2 separate regions of the Ovis aries genome follow, and region 1 is linked to region 2. The links are chromatin contacts, called in public Hi-C maps. All regions are on one chromosome and are shown on one strand. Each heading gives the region's core, a stretch centred on a gene start, on an enhancer-like site or on the middle of the called end of the contact. The rest is flanking DNA. Distances are from core to core; before and after follow the strand shown. Region 1 holds the start of ZSCAN2 (zinc finger and SCAN domain containing 2). Region 2 holds the start of FES (FES proto-oncogene, tyrosine kinase).

Evidence for each region. Hi-C and Micro-C count contacts between places; a contact is called where the count stands out from the background.
Region 1: a Hi-C map of muscle shows a contact between it and region 2, with 3 times the contacts expected there. The contact joins the promoter of ZSCAN2 here to the promoter of FES in region 2. A contact is called at or near these places in 2 of 16 Hi-C or Micro-C datasets (muscle and tail adipose tissue).

Annotation. Positions count from the first base shown.
Region 1 is chr18:21,587,754-21,590,453 of ARS-UI_Ramb_v3.0, reverse strand. ZSCAN2 (zinc finger and SCAN domain containing 2) reads right to left here and starts at 1,289. Exons shown (of 3, transcript XM_012098494.4): 1 at 1,170-1,289.
Region 2 is chr18:21,091,420-21,094,119 of ARS-UI_Ramb_v3.0, reverse strand. It overlaps FES (FES proto-oncogene, tyrosine kinase), which reads left to right and starts at 1,309. Exons shown (of 19, transcript XM_027957083.2): 1 at 1,309-1,382; 2 at 1,880-2,101; 3 at 2,277-2,450. The coding sequence starts at 1,889. It overlaps LOC121817076 (a long non-coding RNA gene), which reads right to left and starts at 2,484. Exons shown (of 2, transcript XR_009597082.1): 1 at 1,846-2,484; 2 at 133-625. It also overlaps a transcript of FURIN not described here.

The sequences.
Region 1 (2,700 bases), core at 40-2,539, 500 kb before region 2:
TATCTCAACTGCATTATTATATTTTAAAACACGATGTTTTAAAATGTTCATATTCTTAGATCCAGCCATGGCCCCTCAGGAATTTATTTTTTTAAATAACCATCTTTGCTAAATTTACTAAATATTTGCAAGGACACACAACCCTTTCTAATTGCAAAAAAAACTGACACCTTAAAATCCAGCAGCAGGAGAATGGCTAATTATGGCACATCCATACAGTAAAATGTACTAAAAACTACACTGATGATGGGGGTGGAGTGGGGGTAGGGGGATGTTACTGAGAAGGGGCCCAAAGGAGCTGGAAATGTTTTATGTCTTGATTTGGCAATGGTTGCATAAGAGCATACATATGAAATTTAAGATTGTGTGCTCTGATGTATGTATTTTTAAATATTAAAAAATTATGCTGACAATAATTATTAATCACTAATGATTTAAGATAATCCTCATAATATGAAAACTAATGAATAAAAACAAAACCAGCAAGATAAAAAAACCACAGACACGGTATGACCCCATTTCCTTTTTAAAATGAACACATACACAAGGAAAAAAAAAAAAAACCTGGATAGAAATTCTACAAAATGTTGAGAGCAGTTATTTAAAACAAAGACTAAAAGGCAATGAAGTATTTTTAAAAATCATCACTACAGCATAAAGACTCAGAAACACTCCCGGGAAAACTTTTTAAAAAGAAGAAAAAAGAAAAGCCAGTGGAAACACTAAAGCTCTCAAACTGTATTCACCAAATGGCTAGAAGAAACAGTTATATCACAATTCTTAACTTAGGGGGTGGGGGGGCAGGAAAACCGTTCCCAGACAATTTAAGCGTTGTCCCATTTGGGGCCAGACACGCCCCCTCAGAAGCTCAGTTTCCCCATTTTTAAAATGAGCTGCGCGGGATGTCGTCCACTGTGCCGTTCAGTCTAAAGCCTGTGCCCCTGGCAGGATGTACAAGGAGCTCGCCGCTAGAGAGAAGAGTTCAGGTCGGCTCCCTGAGCCCGGCCGGGCGTCTAAGCTCGGACAGCCCGGAGCCCGCAGGACACGAACACGGCCCCCGACGCCCCTCCCCCAGCAGGGCTGCCCGCCCTGGCTCCAGGCCCGTTATCCCCTGGCCTCGGGCTGCTCCCCCGGCCAGCGCGGCTCCGGCTCTCTGTCTCCGGGCTCACCTCTCCAGAGACCGGATGCCGCTTCCTCAGTCGCTCCACGCGCTAAAGCGCCACCGGGCACTGTCCGGCCCCTCCGGAGTCGCAGCGGCTCAAGCCCGAGGGGCACCGAGAACAATGGACGGGAGAGGCCCGCCCCCCCACCGCGCTCATTGGCCACCGAGAACGGTCCCTGGAAACTCTGCTTTCCCATTGGCGAATACGGACCCAGCCTGGCGGCGGGAGGGAGGCCGGGCCGAAGGCATTGTGGGAGATGTAGTCCTCACGAGCCGACTGCGACCTCGGGCCAGGGAGCAGAGTTTGGGGATTTGATAACCTGCGCAGGGTGCATGGAACCGAGGCGGGAAAATCCACCGACTGGCAGTCAGGGCCCCAGACCTGTGACTTGGGACAGATCACTCCACTTCTTTATGTCCTCCAAATAGTGGTCTATAAAAAGGGAAAGTTGGATGGAAGCTCCCTTTCAGCTGTAAACTGTGTGGCAGATAATTTTGTTAGGCCCTTCGACAGCCGAAAGCGGCCCCTGAATAGGAAAAGAATCTGCACAGAGAAGTCCCTTCCGGCCCAGCCTGGCGCCCCTCCCACAGCCGGCCCCCCGGCTCGCACCTGGCTTCTGGACACCCTTTTGTTTACGCACGTGGTGTTCCTGGGTCAGGAGGAGAGCTTTGTCCCGCCTCTTCTGCCGCGGACCTCCCATTCTTTCCTCCGTTTCCTCCTGTATGGAACCTGCCTCATCATACCGCCCTAGGCGGAGTCACCGCCCCCAGCACACCTGCTCCATGTCTCCTTGTTATTAATAGTTATCCCAGCCTTACTTATTATCAATCTCGGCACTGGGGGGCTGAGAGTGACAGATTGGCCTCTCTTGTGGGGTTTCAGTGGCTGGCACTGTCCACTAAAAAATTAGTCGCAACGTGAAAGTAGAGAATGTTTTGTTCAGTTGGGAATGTTCAGGACTCCAAGCCCAGGAGACAGTATCTCAGCCCTAAGAAATAGCTCCCAGGAGGCGGGAGAGGGAGTCAGGCTATATACAAGTTTGTAAGGAAGGGAGCAGGCAGTTTGCACAACAAAGATTATTGTTCAGGAGGAAAAACCAGATATCAAGTTAAGGAATTTAGTGCTCTTCTATGTATGGGAAGATGCAAGAGTTTGGGATTATTGAAGTCATTTTTTTCATATGCATCTCAGCTATCTGAGGCCAGCATCCTGCATTTTCCCTTAGGGCTCACCAGCTGACATTGGAGGGCTGGCTGCTGTCCATGGGGTCAAGAGCTGGACACGACAGAGCAACTAAGCACAGCACAGTCACTGATGACTGTAACTTCCTTAAGTTCCTCACGTAGGGAGTGGTGCTGCTTATTGGCATAGCTCAGAAATTCACGTCTGGAGAGAGAAAATCGCAGATAGCTATGACACTTCTTGCCCACCGATATGGCAAGAAATGTTTCATTTCACAGTACTTTTAAAGAAATGCCTGTCATATTAGTGTATGACAGCAGGTGGATAACTGCCTGGAAATTCAAGGGGGAAATAC
Region 2 (2,700 bases), core at 60-2,559:
ATCAGTCCCCTCCCATTTGGGAGTTCCCTTTTCTTTCTTTCTCTCCCTCAGCCCCTCCTGGCACCCAGCCACCTGCCCAGAGGTGCCCCCTCCTCTTCCCAGACCACCCCCCACTCCCGTGGCCAGCCCAGCTGGTTTTGTAAGATACTGGGTTGGTGCACAGTGATTTTTTTTTTTTTCCTTGTAATTTAAACAGGCCCAGCATTGTTGGTTCTATTTAATGGACACGAGATAATGTTAGAAGTTTTAAAGTGATTAAACGTGCAGACTATGCAAACCAAACCTGGTCTCCAGTGTGTGATATTCTTCCTAGGACTGTGCGGCTGCATCCAGGATGGGGCGGGGATGAAGGCTGGAGAGAGTTATGTGCCCACATGATGTCCTGCCTGCTCTAGCTGCCCAAAGGCAATCTCCCGAGGGGTTTAGGAGGGTGTGGAAGGGACAGTAGCTGGCAACAAGCCCCAGGGGTGGGACAGATGAGGCCCCAGAGTGGAAGCAGCTGAGCACTTACTTCCTCCGCCACAGGCCTCAGCTGCAGCTGGGTGGAGAGTGATGGCCAGGGGTCCAGTTGCTCAGGGTGTCCCTTGGCTGAAGCTGTAGGGCTGAGGCCTCTGGTGGGGCCTGACTGACAAGATAGGCTTTGCTGGGGAGAACCTGAGTCCCACACTGGAAGTGCCATACCCCCCACCCCACCCCTGACGCACACACTGGCCCAGGCCCCTCTCCTGCCCCAGGTCTCCCTTGGGACTAGAAACCCCTGCCTGTGGTGGGGAGAGGAGCCAGGCCAGTTCCACCAAGATCCATGCCTGAGAAGTAGGCCTCTCCTCGGGATATTTACTAGGAAATTTAATTCAAATAGAGGCTGGCGCCTGAGCCCTCCTTGGGGAGTCCTGTGGGGTGGGAAAGGCCTGGACTAGCCTTCCCCCGCCTCTTTGGGGCGTCCCTGGCCTGCTGCTCAAATTGTCCGCCTGCCCTTCCTTAGGTTCTGGGCCCCCGGGCCCTCCCGGCCACTGCAGAGCCACAGCCCTGCCCTGTGCGAGTGCTCCCCAAGCACCCTCGGCTGTTCCCCGGGGCGCTGTCTGGGCCCTGGGGAGCGCCGGGCACAAACTGCTCTCTTCTGGGCCATTCTTTCCCAGCCCCCTCCTCCCTTCCGTTTCCGCAGGCCCGTGTGGCCGGCAGCTGAGGCAGCGGCCGGCGCTGGGCAGGGGGGGCGGGCAGGCGTCGGGGCTCCCGCCCGCCCCTTCCCCTCGGCCGGCCCGCCCCGGGGCCTGGGCCAACTGAAACCACAGGAGGAGGAAGCGCGGAATCAGGAACTGGCCGGGGCGGTGTGGGGCCTGAGTGTAAGTCGGTCCTCGGAGGCCCAGGAGCAGCTGCCCGCATCGGTAATGCCTATACTGAGGCCCAGGAGGCAGCGGCCTACCTGGGAGGCGGTTGGGCAGGGGCCTGGCAGGCGATCAGAGAGAGGGACACGGGACAGGGTGGAGCAGGAGCTGTGGGAGGGTAGGGGCTGGGGGTGGGGGTGGCGGGTGGCCGCCTGGGGTGCCTGCAGGGGCAGCCTTGGCCCTGCCGAGGGCCCAATGCACATCTTGCACCTGCAGCGGGAGCTGGGTGGAAAGATCCAGGGAAGGAGACTGTGGGAGGTTTCTGTTCCAGGCCTGGGGAGGAGACCCCCGGCATCAGGCCTCCACCTGGGACGCGGGAAGCACCGACGGCTTTCCCAGGCCAGGCGGTGTTTCGTACCCATTGTTGCGTTCCAGGGGGGCAGGCGTCCACCTTCTGCCTGTCTGTGGCTCTTCAGCCTCTTGCCTCCCTGTCCCGCCCCTCCGTCCATCTCCAGCTACTCACTGTCAGTGGTGGCCTCTCCTCTCTCCGTCCTCAGAACGACACTATGGGCTTCTCTTCAGAGCTGTGCAGCCCCCAGGGCCACGGGGCCGTGCAGCAGATGCAGGAGGCCGAGCTCCGGCTGCTGGAGGGCATGAGGAAGTGGATGGCCCAGCGGGTCAAGAGTGACAGGGAATATGCCGGGCTGCTTCACCACATGTCGCTGCAGGACAGCGGGGGCCAGAGCCGGGGCATCGGCCCCCACAGCCCCATCAGTCAGGTGGGATTCTAGACTCCCCGCCTCTTCCCGCCCTCCACCAGCAAATTCCCGTAGGTGCCTGGGTAGGCCCGCCTGCCCCTTCCATTTTCCGGAGTCCCCCGCTGGGGAAGGCTGGAGATTTGGCAGGTCCACCTCAGAAGCTAAGTTCCCCATTGCCTGCCCCTCCCCACTGCAGTCCTGGACAGAGCTCACCAGCCAGACGGAGGGCCTGAGCCGGGTGCTGAGGCAGCACGCGGAGGACCTGAACTCAGGGCCCCTGAGCAAGCTGAGTCTGCTGATCCGGGAGCGCCAGCAAATGCGCAGAACCTACAATGAGCAGTGGCAGCAGCTACAGCAGGAGTTCACCAAGGTGTGTGGGCTTCTGCCCTCCCTGCCTACGTTCTGAGCCTCAGAGGGCTGGTTTTGCAAGGAACCCCTGGATTTCCTGAAGAAGTGGAAGTGTCTGACCACAGGCCTGCCCCCAGAGCCAGCTCCCCCTTCCTTCCCTCCTTCCCTCCGCAGCTAGGACTGGCCTTTGGCGGGGGGGGGGCTCCTCTGTTCTTTTTTCTGTCACCCTACTGTGTGCCAGGGCCGAGGAGCACTGGGAAGCACAAGGATGA